Regions from separate parts of the Sus scrofa genome. Here region 1 is linked to region 2. The links are chromatin contacts, called in public promoter capture Hi-C maps. All regions are on one chromosome and are shown on one strand. Each heading gives the region's core, a stretch centred on a gene start, on an enhancer-like site or on the middle of the called end of the contact. The rest is flanking DNA. Distances are from core to core; before and after follow the strand shown.

Evidence for each region. Promoter capture Hi-C pulls out the DNA fragments that hold promoters and counts their contacts.
Region 1: a contact with region 2 is called in a promoter capture Hi-C map of fetal liver, with 4 times the contacts expected there. The contact joins the promoter of HNRNPDL here to the promoter of MRPS18C in region 2. A contact is called at or near these places in 1 of 5 promoter capture datasets (fetal liver) and 1 of 47 Hi-C or Micro-C datasets (subcutaneous adipose tissue).

What each region holds. Positions count from the first base shown.
Region 1 is chr8:135,800,136-135,806,103 of Sscrofa11.1, forward strand. It overlaps HNRNPDL (heterogeneous nuclear ribonucleoprotein D-like), which reads left to right and starts at 2,395. Exons shown (of 9, transcript XR_002346906.1): 1 at 2,395-3,627; 2 at 4,408-4,576; 3 at 4,665-4,826; 4 at 5,308-5,439; 5 at 5,570-5,684. ENOPH1 (enolase-phosphatase 1) reads right to left here and starts at 2,198. Exons shown (of 6, transcript NM_001243830.1): 1 at 1,938-2,198. The coding sequence starts at 2,021.
Region 2 is chr8:135,023,730-135,029,494 of Sscrofa11.1, forward strand. It overlaps MRPS18C (28S ribosomal protein S18c, mitochondrial), which reads right to left and starts at 2,990. Exons shown (of 7, transcript XM_003129356.5): 1 at 2,673-2,990; 2 at 2,215-2,378; 3 at 1,441-1,493. The coding sequence starts at 2,314. It overlaps HELQ (helicase POLQ-like), which reads left to right and starts at 2,389. Exons shown (of 17, transcript XM_013989417.2): 1 at 2,389-2,922; 2 at 3,996-4,713. The coding sequence starts at 2,740.

The DNA of each region.
Region 1 (5,968 bases), core at 1,145-3,644, 780 kb after region 2:
AGGCAAAGAAGATGGAACAAGCACTGTGGGTCCCATTTCAGAGGTCAAGTGTGATAATGCAAAGAGGAAGAGTTGTTGAGTCAGACAAGTGGGTTTCAAATCTAAGGCATGTCATTTTCAGAGCCTTAGTTTCCTATTAGGAAAATGCAGTGCACACACCTCACAAAGTTTCTGAGGCGGAGTCAAGTGTACAAGTCCCATGTACACCATACTCAATGTCCCCTTTAATCCTTTCACAGGAAGTAGGGCCACCACAGGTTCACACACCTAAGGTGACGAATAAAGCCCAAAGTAGAACTAGCATCTCCCAATTCCCAGAGCCAGGCTCAGAGGTTCAAGAAGACTATAACATCTCTTTAAAAGGTATTCAAGGGAGTTCCTGGTGGCTCAGGTTAAGGATCCAGCATTTTCACTGCTGTGACTTGGGTCACCGCCATGGCATGGATTGGATCCCTGGCCCCAGAACTTCCACACGCTGTGGGCACGGCCGGAAAAAAACAAAAAGTAAAAGAGATTCAAGGAGTTACCCTTGTGGCGCAGCAGGGTAAGAACCTGATGTTGTCTCCGTGAGAATGGGGATTCAATCTCTGGCCTCCCTCCCTGCAATGCCTTGAGCTGTGGTGCAAGTCGCAGAGGCAGCTCAGATCTGGCGCTGCTGTGGCTGTGGCCCAGGCCTGTAGCTGCAGCTCCGACTCAACCCCTAGCCTGGGAACTTCCATATGCCCCAGGTGTGGCCAAAAATAAAAGAAATAAAGAAATAAATAAAATTTTAAAAAATAAAAATAAATTAAAAAAATGTACAACTACTCTTTTGGAAGATGGGTTTTTCCTACTTTGCAAAAGGTATCTCATTATTATTGCACACAAGCACGGCTGCTACATACTTTTATCTTAAACCTCTAGAAGTCAAAGGGAAGACCAGGCCCAAGGAATTATTTGAAAAGTCATATTAATATTTGATATTAATTTATCCTTCCAAATACAACATATTTAAAAAGGAACGTGCTTTAAAGCAAAGTTAGGGAGTTCCCGTGGTGGCACAGTGGTTAACGAATCCGACTAGGAACCATGAGGTTGCGGGTTCGCTCCCTGCCTTTGCTCAGCGGGTTAAGGATCCGGCGTTGCCATGAGCTGTGGTGTAGGTTGCAGAGGCGGCTCGGATCCCGCGTTGCTGTGGCTGTGGTGTAGGCCGGCGGCTACAGCTCCAATTCGACCCCTAGGCCTGGGAACCTCCATATGCCGCAGGAGCGGCCCTAGAAATGGCAAAAAGACAAAAAAAAAAAAAAGCAAAGTTACAGGTTTATGAACTGGGTGTAGACAAGGGTTGGTTACCACTGACATTCTAGGAGGAAGGTATTGGCTAAGAACTTTAGGCTTCCATTTTTGAAGAAAATGAACGGAATCTAGACATGTTTGCTAGCCTAATCCAGCAACGCACAGTGTGCAGTTCGGCCACTAAAAGCAGGAGTGGGAAACGGCAAAGATCAACCATTACTGCTTTAAGATACCTGGGCTACCCGAAAAGTCACACTTCAGTCTAGAAGCGTGGGACTAGAAGCCTCAAGGACAGCTAGACAGCGGCCACCACCTCGCCAGGTTCAACCCGGCACAAGGCGGGCGCACACCTGTCGGGCGACTGGGCGCACACCTGTGGGGGGGCCACACTGCCCTCCTCCGTCCCCTCTTCACCACCATCTCCATCTCTTCCCCAACCACCTGCCTCTAGCGGAAGGCGAGGACCCGGGAAGGTTAAGACAAGGCGGTGAGGCACAGCATCCCTGCAACCCGCCGCAGACTACGTCCTCCCACCCCAGAGCGGGTGCAAAGCCACACCGTCTCTCCCACGCCTCCGGTCTCCAGGGCGAGGTCTGCAACACTTTAAAATACTTCATTGTTTGAAAGCACAAGTAACTTCCCCGCTCCCTTCCGCCCCTCACCTTCACGAAAGCAATCGGGGTTGTGGTACCTTCGATATCTAACAGGATCACAGTGACTTCGGCGGGCACCGAAAGCACGACCATTTCCCTACCGGATGATACCACGGGAATCGGCCTACTGGTGGGGAGGGCGGCGGGCGGCGCCGGCGGCGGCGGCGGCAGCAGCGGGCGAAGCTTCCGACAGTCCCGCAAGGACCCCAGAGCGGGCAACCGCGCCCTGCCGACGCACGAGGCGGAGAGGACCCCTCCGCGGCCAAGGAAGCAGAGAAACCCGCAGGACGGGCGCCCAGAACTCGGGAGCGATCCGGGGCCGGAGGCCGAGACCACGTGGGTAGGGAAAGGGGCGGTCCTCCGGGGCCCCGAGGGGGCGGGGAGAGGCCCTGGCGCCGATGCCGATTGGCCGCTAGAGGGCCTCGCACCCGATCCGTCAAGATGGGCCTCGCGTGGGCGGGAACAAAGAGGCGAACGCGGGAGCCGGGTGCGCGGGCGCGCGCCCTCCGCAGACTGGTAGAGCGAGCGGGAGAGGCCCGGGGCACGTGCAGACGGGAGCCCCGCGAGTGGCGCGCCGGGGATGTGAGTGCCCCTTGCCCTCTACGGCACCTACCCTCCCTCCCCGCCCACTGCCTCCGCGTTTGCGTATTGACAGTAATCCGACCGGGCCCGCGCCCCTCCTCCCATCCTCAGCCAGCAACAGAGGCCGTTTGGGTCCCGGCCAGCCGAGCGGCGTGGGCCTGCGATCGGCCAGGGAGGCCCGCCGCGCCCCCTCGGCCCGCGCGCCCGTGGCGGAGCGGAGAGGCGCCCGTCCTGCGCCGCTGCCCGGAGGGGCCGCCGCGCGCCCGCTCCCTGGTCGGCTGGGTCCAGGCAGCTCGAGGACAACACGCGTGCGCGCGGCGGACGGGCGGGCGCGCTCGCCACCTCGGCTGCGGGCGCCGGGCGCAGTCCGCCTCTTCCCGGAGCAGCGCGCCCACGGGGCTCATTGATAGCAGCGGCAGCCGCAGCAGCAGCTCGGCACTGGGGATCCGAGGGCGGAAAGAGGCGGGGTTGGCGGCTCTTTGCTGGGAGTGGGCTGGACCGGACGCCAGAGACAAAGGCTCTCAAGGCAAGAGGGACTGTGGCCCTGGGACGGCGCTGCTCGGGATTCGTGACCCCAGGACTTCTCGCCCCGTCGTTTTTCTCTTCTGACGCATCCCTCTCCCCAAGCCCGCCTCCCCTCGGCCGCGACCTCACTCCTCCGCGGGAGGGCCGCGATGGAGGTCCCGCCCCGGCTTTCCCAAGTGCCGCCGCCATTGTTCCCCTCCGCTCCCGCTACTTTAGCCTCCCGCAGCCTCTCCCATTGGCGGCCGCGGGCGCCGCGGCAGCTCGCTCCGCTCCTCCCTTCGCTCGCTCCCAGCTCCGCCCGGCAGGGGGCGCGCCGGGCCCAGCGCCACGTCACCGCACAGCAGCCCTCGCGATTGGCCGGCGTGGCGGCTATAAAGGGAGGGCGCAGGCGGCGCCCGGATCTCTTCCGCCGCCATTTTAAATCCAGTTCCATACAACGCTCCGCCGCCGCCGCTGCCGCGACTCGGACTGCGCGCCCGCACCCTCCGGCCGACAACCCCGCCGCCATGGAGGACATGAACGAGTACAGCAACATAGAGGAGTTCGCAGAGGGGTCCAAGATCAACGCGAGCAAAAATCAGCAGGATGACGGGTACCGCACGCGTCTCCCCCCTCCCCCAGCGCCCCGCGCGCGCCCTTCGTCCCGCGGGGGCCGCGCGCTGCTCCCATTCTTGCCCCGAGCCGACGCCCCGCGTGCCCGCTGGGCCGCACTAGCTTGGAGGGAAGAGGAGAGGAGGAGACGGAGGGGGGTGTCTCGAGAGGCCCGCGGAAGGTGGGGGAAGGGCAGGGGGTTGGAGGCGGAGGGCGGCGGCGGCCGCGTCCCGAGTGCGCAGGCGCCGCGTGGGGCCCGAGGGGGAGGGGCCGGGCTCGCTGCGCCGCACGCTGCGGCCGCGCCGCCCCTTCATTGTGCGTCTGTTGGGGCTCCGCGCGGTTCTCCCGGCGAGGGTTTGGGGGACTCTGGGTCTGGGAACCAGTGGGCGACTGGTGCCAGCTTCCCGGTGCGCGTTACGGTGCGTCCTTCAGGTGGAGCGGTGGCTTGACAGCTGAGGAAGACGGAGAGCCTAAGTTGTGCGGGATACGGTTAGAGAGTTGGCGTTGCCGGTGCAGGGCAGTCCTCGCCGTGTCGTTGGCCTCGTGTGAACTTTGAGTTGTGCAGTGTGGAGAGCAAGCTGTTCACCCTGCGAATAGGGGATCTCGATGGAGTTGGGGCGTCGTTACGGTCTCTTGTTCGTGTGTGTCTGCAAAGGGCTTGATTACGTGTCTGGGGATGAGCTGCTCCGTGCTCGTTTCTTAGTTTATTTCGTGAACGTCGTTTCAGAACTGAATCGTTGTGGCTGCTGCTGACTCAAAAAAAAAAAACTTTTATTTTTAGTAAAATGTTTATTGGAGGCTTGAGCTGGGATACAAGCAAGAAAGATCTGACTGAATATTTGTCTCGATTTGGGGAAGTCGTAGACTGCACAATTAAAACAGATCCAGTCACTGGAAGATCAAGAGGATTTGGATTTGTGCTTTTCAAAGATGCTGCTAGTGTTGATAAGGTAGGAACCTGTTCTGCATTGTGCTGCTCTTGTGTGCTCTTTGCACATTGGTCAGAGCGTTGGTGGATTAAATACATTTGTCTCCTAGGTTTTGGAACTGAAAGAACACAAACTGGATGGCAAATTGATAGACCCTAAAAGGGCCAAAGCTTTAAAAGGGAAGGAACCCCCAAAAAAGGTTTTTGTGGGCGGATTGAGCCCAGATACTTCAGAAGAACAAATCAAAGAATACTTTGGAGCCTTTGGAGAGGTGCGCTGTGTTTTTATGTTTACATGTATTTATTCTCATTAGATCCGTTTATATAATGCTCATCCCTGGCCCAGTTCTCACAGAACAGACTCCTGCTGGCTGAGGATGGGATTAATTTATTGCTCAAGTTCTCTTCCCTCACCCTCCTTTAATCACTGCGTTCTGTGGTATAATGGAAATGAAGGTGTTTTGGCTGAAAGATGGATGCCTTAGTATGGTCAGGGTGTGGGTTTAATAACGAGTGGCATCTGGGCAAAAAAAATGGTATTAATAAGGGAGGTTTTGCCCTCCCCTCTGAATGCTCGAGAAAACAAGTCCCTCTGGTTTGATGTGGATGATAAAGTAGCAGCTCAAACAGAAGCTACCTCATTAGAGTCATGTGTTAGGTTGAAGTTTGGAAAGGTCTAGAGGCATATTCTGAAACCTTCTGGTAGTTTTTTTGCCGATACTGGATGATCTTGAGTGTTCATCTTGATTTCAGATTGAAAATATTGAACTTCCCATGGATACAAAAACAAATGAAAGAAGAGGTTTTTGTTTTATTACGTACACAGACGAAGAGCCAGTAAAGAAATTGTTAGAAAGCCGATATCATCAAATTGGTTCTGGGAAGGTAAAGCCATTTTGACTCTCTTCAATGAAAAATATGAGGCACTTTTTTAAGTGAAATTACTCAGCCTCTTTTGAGAAGGTAAAAAATGGCTCGACTTTCGTAACAATTCTATTTTTAATTTTGGTTATAGTGTGAAATCAAAGTTGCACAACCCAAAGAGGTGTATAGGCAGCAACAGCAACAACAGAAAGGAGGAAGAGGTGCTGCAGCTGGCGGACGAGGTGGTACTAGGGGTCGTGGACGAGGTGAGACTTTGCCTGGGAAATGCCTCAGCGGTCTGAGCTATAAGCTGCCAAATGTGAATAGGCCCATAGCAAAGTCAAGTCAAATGTCAACTGTTCCAACATGGAAAATGCTCAGCTTGGTGGGTGGATTTTTGTTATTAAAAGAATGGCCACTCTGATGGTGTCATTGCTGATGGGGAAAAAAAAACACCATTAAATGTCATGTTAACGTGGTGATGCACTTTGGTGTAGTAGGTTTTCAAGGGCAAGAGTCCTTATTTTAAACCTAAACACCTTTGTCTTCA
Region 2 (5,765 bases), core at 1,740-4,239:
TAGATTTAAATTAAGAAAAACTTAAGAGCACAACAGTTATATGCAATTCTTAATAATAATCCCTAAATCCATCCCCATATTTCTGTAGATGTCTTGTCACTATTTCTATATTAAAAGACAATATTGGAGTTCCCGTTGTGGCGCAGTGGTTAACGAATCCGACTAGGAACCATGAGGTTGCAGGTTCGGTCCCTGGCCTTGCTCAGTGGGTTAAGGATCCAGCATTGCCGTGAGCTGGATCGTGGCTACCGCTCCGATTAGACCCCTAGCCTGGATATCTCCATATGCCGTGGGAGCAGCCCAAGAAATGGCAAAAAGACCAAAAAAAAAAAAAAAAAGACAATGTCCCCATGGCTTACTATATAATACTCTAAAGTTCTCTGACTACAATTTTATGGTCCCAGACTGTTTTAAAAGTTTGTGTCAACTTTTTTGCTTTTTTCTGTGTTTACTACTGTCTCTTATGCTTCTGTCACAAGGCCTCCCTCCTATAATCAGTATAGATATCTCCAGCCTGGAGATTTTTAATCTAGAAATGGTTTTGAGGTTCCTGAAGCCCAGTAGTTGTATGCAAAATTTCAAATAAATAGGACTCTGTGCCTTTTTCTGAGGGCACATAGCCTCATTAGAGTCTTGGTGGGGTTTATGACCTAAAAAGAAGCTCTGGCAATTTCCTTTACTCTCTTGACTATGGTAGGAATTGATGACCAAGATGGACACTCAAAGGGACTAGATGAGTTCTTTCGTTTTTGTAGAAGGGTTCATTTGCTTTTTCCAACTCCTCAAATTTTCTTTTTTTTTTTTTTCTTTAGGGCCAGAGCCAGGACATACTGTGGTTCCCCCGCTGGGGGTCTAATTGGAGCTGGAGCTGCCGGCCTACACCACAGCTATAGCAACGCCAGATCTGACCCACTTCTATGAGCTACATCACAGCTCATGCCAATGCCAGATCCTTAACCCAATGAGCAAGGCCAAGGACTGAACCTGCGTCCTCATTGTTACTAGTCAGGTTCATTTCCAATGAGCCACAACGCAGGATCCGAGCCGCGTCTGCAACCCACACCATAGCTCATGGCAACACCAGATCGTCAACCCACTGAGCAAAGGCAGGGATTGAACCCGCAACCTCATGGCTCCTAGTCGGATTCGCTAACCACTGCACCACGACGGGAACTCCCAAAACTACCTTTTTTAATTCCTAAAGCACATATCTAGAAAGAAAAATATGGTGTTAGGGAAGCCATCCTTCTTGCTACGAAGCTAGGAATTCTCTTACTTCAAAGTTCACTTAAGTGACTACTCAATAAATTTTAATTTTCAAACTTGACTAATGATTCTCGATTGTTTTTTTCCTTCAGCTGAACATTATTCAAACAGTTAAGATACAAGAATTTGATCATGTTTGCAAGCACCTTATTAAAAGAAAAAAAAAAAACTTACAAGGTCCTCGTTGCTGGCTACCTGTTTATATTGTGAACAACTTCTCCACAGCACTGCAATTGAACAGAAACAGCAACAAACTATTTTTGATAGCTGAGCAGCTAAATATTTTGTTTCTATGGAGGCAAGATGAATTAAGGCATGACATAAAAGAAAGGTTTTTAATTCATTACACTAACAAGGTTAAATATAAGTTTAAAAAAAAAAGCCTTTAGATTTGAGGCAGAGTGGACTTTGTGTGGTTTCTGGGGCATTGGGGAAAGGGCGTATGTATCCCCACCATACAATCTCTTACCTGTTCTCTTCCTGAAATTTATTTCCTCTCTCTCATGGAGTAGAGACAGATTTTAATGCAAAGGAAAAATGAAAACAGACTCCTTACAGAGAGTAGGTTTTGGCAGAGAAGCACAAAGTAGATTAAAGTGCATAAATGGTAGATTCCAGGGCCCATGTCACAATTTCGCCCTGATTTGGGACCTCGGATATCGAATTTGCTGCGGGGTTACTGTGAAGATGCTTCCTATCAAGTTCTACCCGAAGATCGTAAGCATGTCCCTGCCTCCTTTTGAGAACCCCCCCATCACTGTTGTACTGGACGTCCTCTTCAGTCTTAAAAAACTAGTGACAGGCCATGACAGATTCCCACTTACCTTGGAGAAACCTAAGGCCTAGACACCGGCGTCCATTAGCGAACGGTGTCATCTCCACCGACCCAAGCAGGGCTAAGCCAACGGCTGCAAGTCTACAAAGGAGCCTAGGATGTGGAGACTTTACCTGCATGAGTCCCGGGATCCGTAAGGCAGACAGCAGCATTCACGAAGTCTGTCGACTTTCTCCTCCCCAACCGGCTGCAAAGAGACACCACAGCCGCCATGGCCCCTTGCCCCTCCTCTTCCGTTTTCCAAAGCGCCGGACCAGCCCCTTCCGGTGTGCTTCCCCTGTGGGTCCGAGCACTCGGTTCAAAGGTTCCGCAGGCGAACGCGGAGAACCAAGAGCAGCTGAAGTTTTCGATGCGCCTGCGCAGCATCTTCCCGTTCTCCACTCCCACCCGGACTCCGCGCCGCCCGCTGGGGACGTTAACGATTGGACAAGGAGAGGGCGGGCTCTTATGCTTGTGCCTCCGCTTCCGGTTCCAGAGCCCCGATAATTGGTTGGTGGTCTTTCCCAAAGGTGGATGGAGACGCGAGCCCCGTTTCCACCTGCTGCTACCTTTCCCCTGTTGCTGCACTCACCCTTCTACTGGGGTTTGGCGGCTGGGTCACTGGAGACGACGTTCGGGGAGGGCCCTCAGCCCCTGCCATGGATGATGGCGGTTCCCGTATCCGCCGGCGGGTGTCTGTCCGCAAAAGGAACCGATTTAGCACAGAGAGCGTTTTGGCCGCCCCCACCGCAGCCGAGCTTAAGCCCGGTGATGAGAAGGAAGAGGAGGAAATGGTGGCTGGGAGCCGGCGGCGGAAAACCGTGGACGTGCAGCCAGTCGAGGTACAGCCCCATCACCCCTCAAATTCCTCTGAGTTTCTTGTTCCATTTCCCACCCTTGGGATGAGGAGACACCAGGTCTCCCAGTGCGCATGCTCAATGGAAGAGTAGGCGACCAGCTGCAGGGGGCGTGGATCTTGAAACAAAAATTGGCAGATCCATTCCCAGGTGCAAACGCCAGCTGCCCAATTATCTGCCAGCGTTCAGGTGCTCACCTCGTTTTTGTTATCGATGTTAATCTCACTTGTGAGGTATTGCACTGTTGGCCCGTTTTTTATATATACATGTAAATAAAACATAGACCTCAAGACATACAAGTTGTACGCACAGCAAGTGTGGCATGCTGAAATGCATGTGGCATGACTGAAATGCAAACCTAGCCTTTCAAGTTTATGCCACTTAACCTTTCTCCGCCCCCGTTTCTTCATTTGTAAAATGGGAATGATAGTTTCTATTTAAGAGGATGATTTACATTTTGGTCTGTGATACATATATAACCATGTAACGATGTATCTGAGAGAGCCCTTGGCTGAAATTTTTATTCTTTTTTTTTTTTTAATGGTTGCACGCACGGCATATGGAAGTTCCTGGGCCAGGGACTGAATCAAAGCCGCAGTTGTGACAATGTCAGATCCTTTAACCCAGTGGTCCTGGCTGGGGATGGAACCCATGCCTCCGCAGCACCCAGAGTGCTGCAGTCGGATTGGTAACCCATCTGCGCCATATCAGGAACTCCCGAAACCTTTTTTTTTTTTTTTTTTCTTTGTCTTTTTACTATTTCTCTGGCCGCTCCCACGGCATATGGAGGTTCAAATCAGAGCTAGAGGTCAAATCGGAGCTGTAGCCACAGGCTTATGCCAGAGCCACAGCAACGCGGGATCCGAGCCGAGTCTGCTTACCTACACCACAGCTCACGGCAATGCTGGATCCTTAACCCACTGAGCAAGGCCAGGGATCAAAACCGCAACCTCATGGTTCCTAATCGGATTCGTTAACCACTGAGCCACGATGGGAACTCCTCCGGAAACCTATTCATGAAGCTAGAATTGACCACAGATCTTTTGTTTTCTTTCCAGAATATTGACAGTGAAGAGGACATGTTTGGTGACTATGATAGTTTTGCTGAAAACTCTTTTTTAGCTCAAGTTGATGACCTGGAACAAAAATATATGCAAATTCCAGAACAAGAGGAGCATGCTACAGATCATGCCCCTGAAGATCTTTGTTCAGAAAGCATTAAACACAGCATCCTCAGCAGTAACACTGTAGGCGACTTCACTGGAGTAAAAACAGAGGAGCACACAAAGAACCAGAGTGGGCATGAAGATGTCGCTACTGAACCTGAAGCTGATCTTTTGTATGATGTACCTTCTTCACAGATGTTATTCTTTGAACATTTGCACAGCTCTTCAAATAACTTGGGCGATCCATCTCTTAAAGAGAGGGATAGGGGTTCATCCTCTCACAAGACTGTGAATGAGGAATTGCCCGTTAGTAGCATAGAGGAACCGCAGCAAATTGATGACTCCTCTTCTAAAGTCAGAACTAGTTCAGATGGGAACAGGAGACAAAGTCTTAAAGATCATTTAAAAAGCGCCATGGCTGGAAATGCCAGGGCCCACACATCGGTATTTTCCAGGACTAAACAGCTCAAAGAGACTCTTCTATCTGAAGAAATTAATGTTGCCAAGAAAACAATTGCGTCATCCTCGGATGACCTTGGTCCTTTTTATTCTTTACCCAGCAAAGTGAGAGACCTTTATGCTCAGTTCAGGGGAATTGAAAAATTATATGGTAATGCTTTTTGCTGGAATGAGAAAAAGATCTACCATCATTACCATGATGTTGGTGCAAATCATTCGAAAACTGATGCTTCCATAGTCATATTTCTCCCCTTAAAAGAAAACATCCTTCCTCTCTGAGCCTTTCACCCCTGTGCTGCTACTATTGACCTTTTTTCCCTCCCTCCATGATCACACTTCTTCACCTGTTTTCCTTGCTGCCTCCCTTTCCTCACCTCAAATAATTCCCGGCCCATTCCAACTCTGGGTTCTGTGCTGTCACCTAAGATATGATAACCAGGGGGTCTTGATCTGGTGATTTTTTTATTATTTTTTTGGCTGCAGCCATGGTGTATGGAGGTTCCCAGGCCAGGGACTGAATCCAAGCCCCAACTGTGAGCTCCATCACAGCTCCAGCAACACAAGATCCTTAACCTGCTGTGCCACAGCAGGAACTCCCAGTGATGCTTTTAGTTCTTACCTTCACTGACTTCTTAGTTGCTTACCTGACACAATGGGCCAGACCCTTCTTGGAACACCCGCTTCTTGACGTTCCACTCGTGGTTTTTTTTTTTTTCTCTGATTGGCTGGCTGCTCCTCAGTTTTCTTAGCTGATGCATCCTTGACAGGCTCTTTGCTATCAACGTGTAGTTGAAATTCTTTTGACTATTCAGATGTCTTGAGTAAAAGAAGTCAGTATCCATAATGCCATTGATTAAACATCTTTAAAGACACCTGAAGTTAGGAGTTTAAGTGCAAAGAAATAGTAGTAATAATAATTCGTCTTATAACACTTCTCAAAAATCTTGGGTCCTTGCGCATATTTCAGATATCTGTCTTTTAAACAAGGGACACTTGGCTGCCACCCTGGAAAAGAAGCCTATCAATCAATCACTTACAATTCCTTCTGAAGCTCCTATGTTATTATCTTATGAACTGTACGAAAACATGGGTTCTCGGAGTTCCCGTCGTGGCTCAGTGGTTAACAAATCCAGCTAGGAACCATGAGGTTGCCGTTCGATCCCTGGCCTCGCTCAATGGGTTAGGGATCCGGTGTTGCCCTGA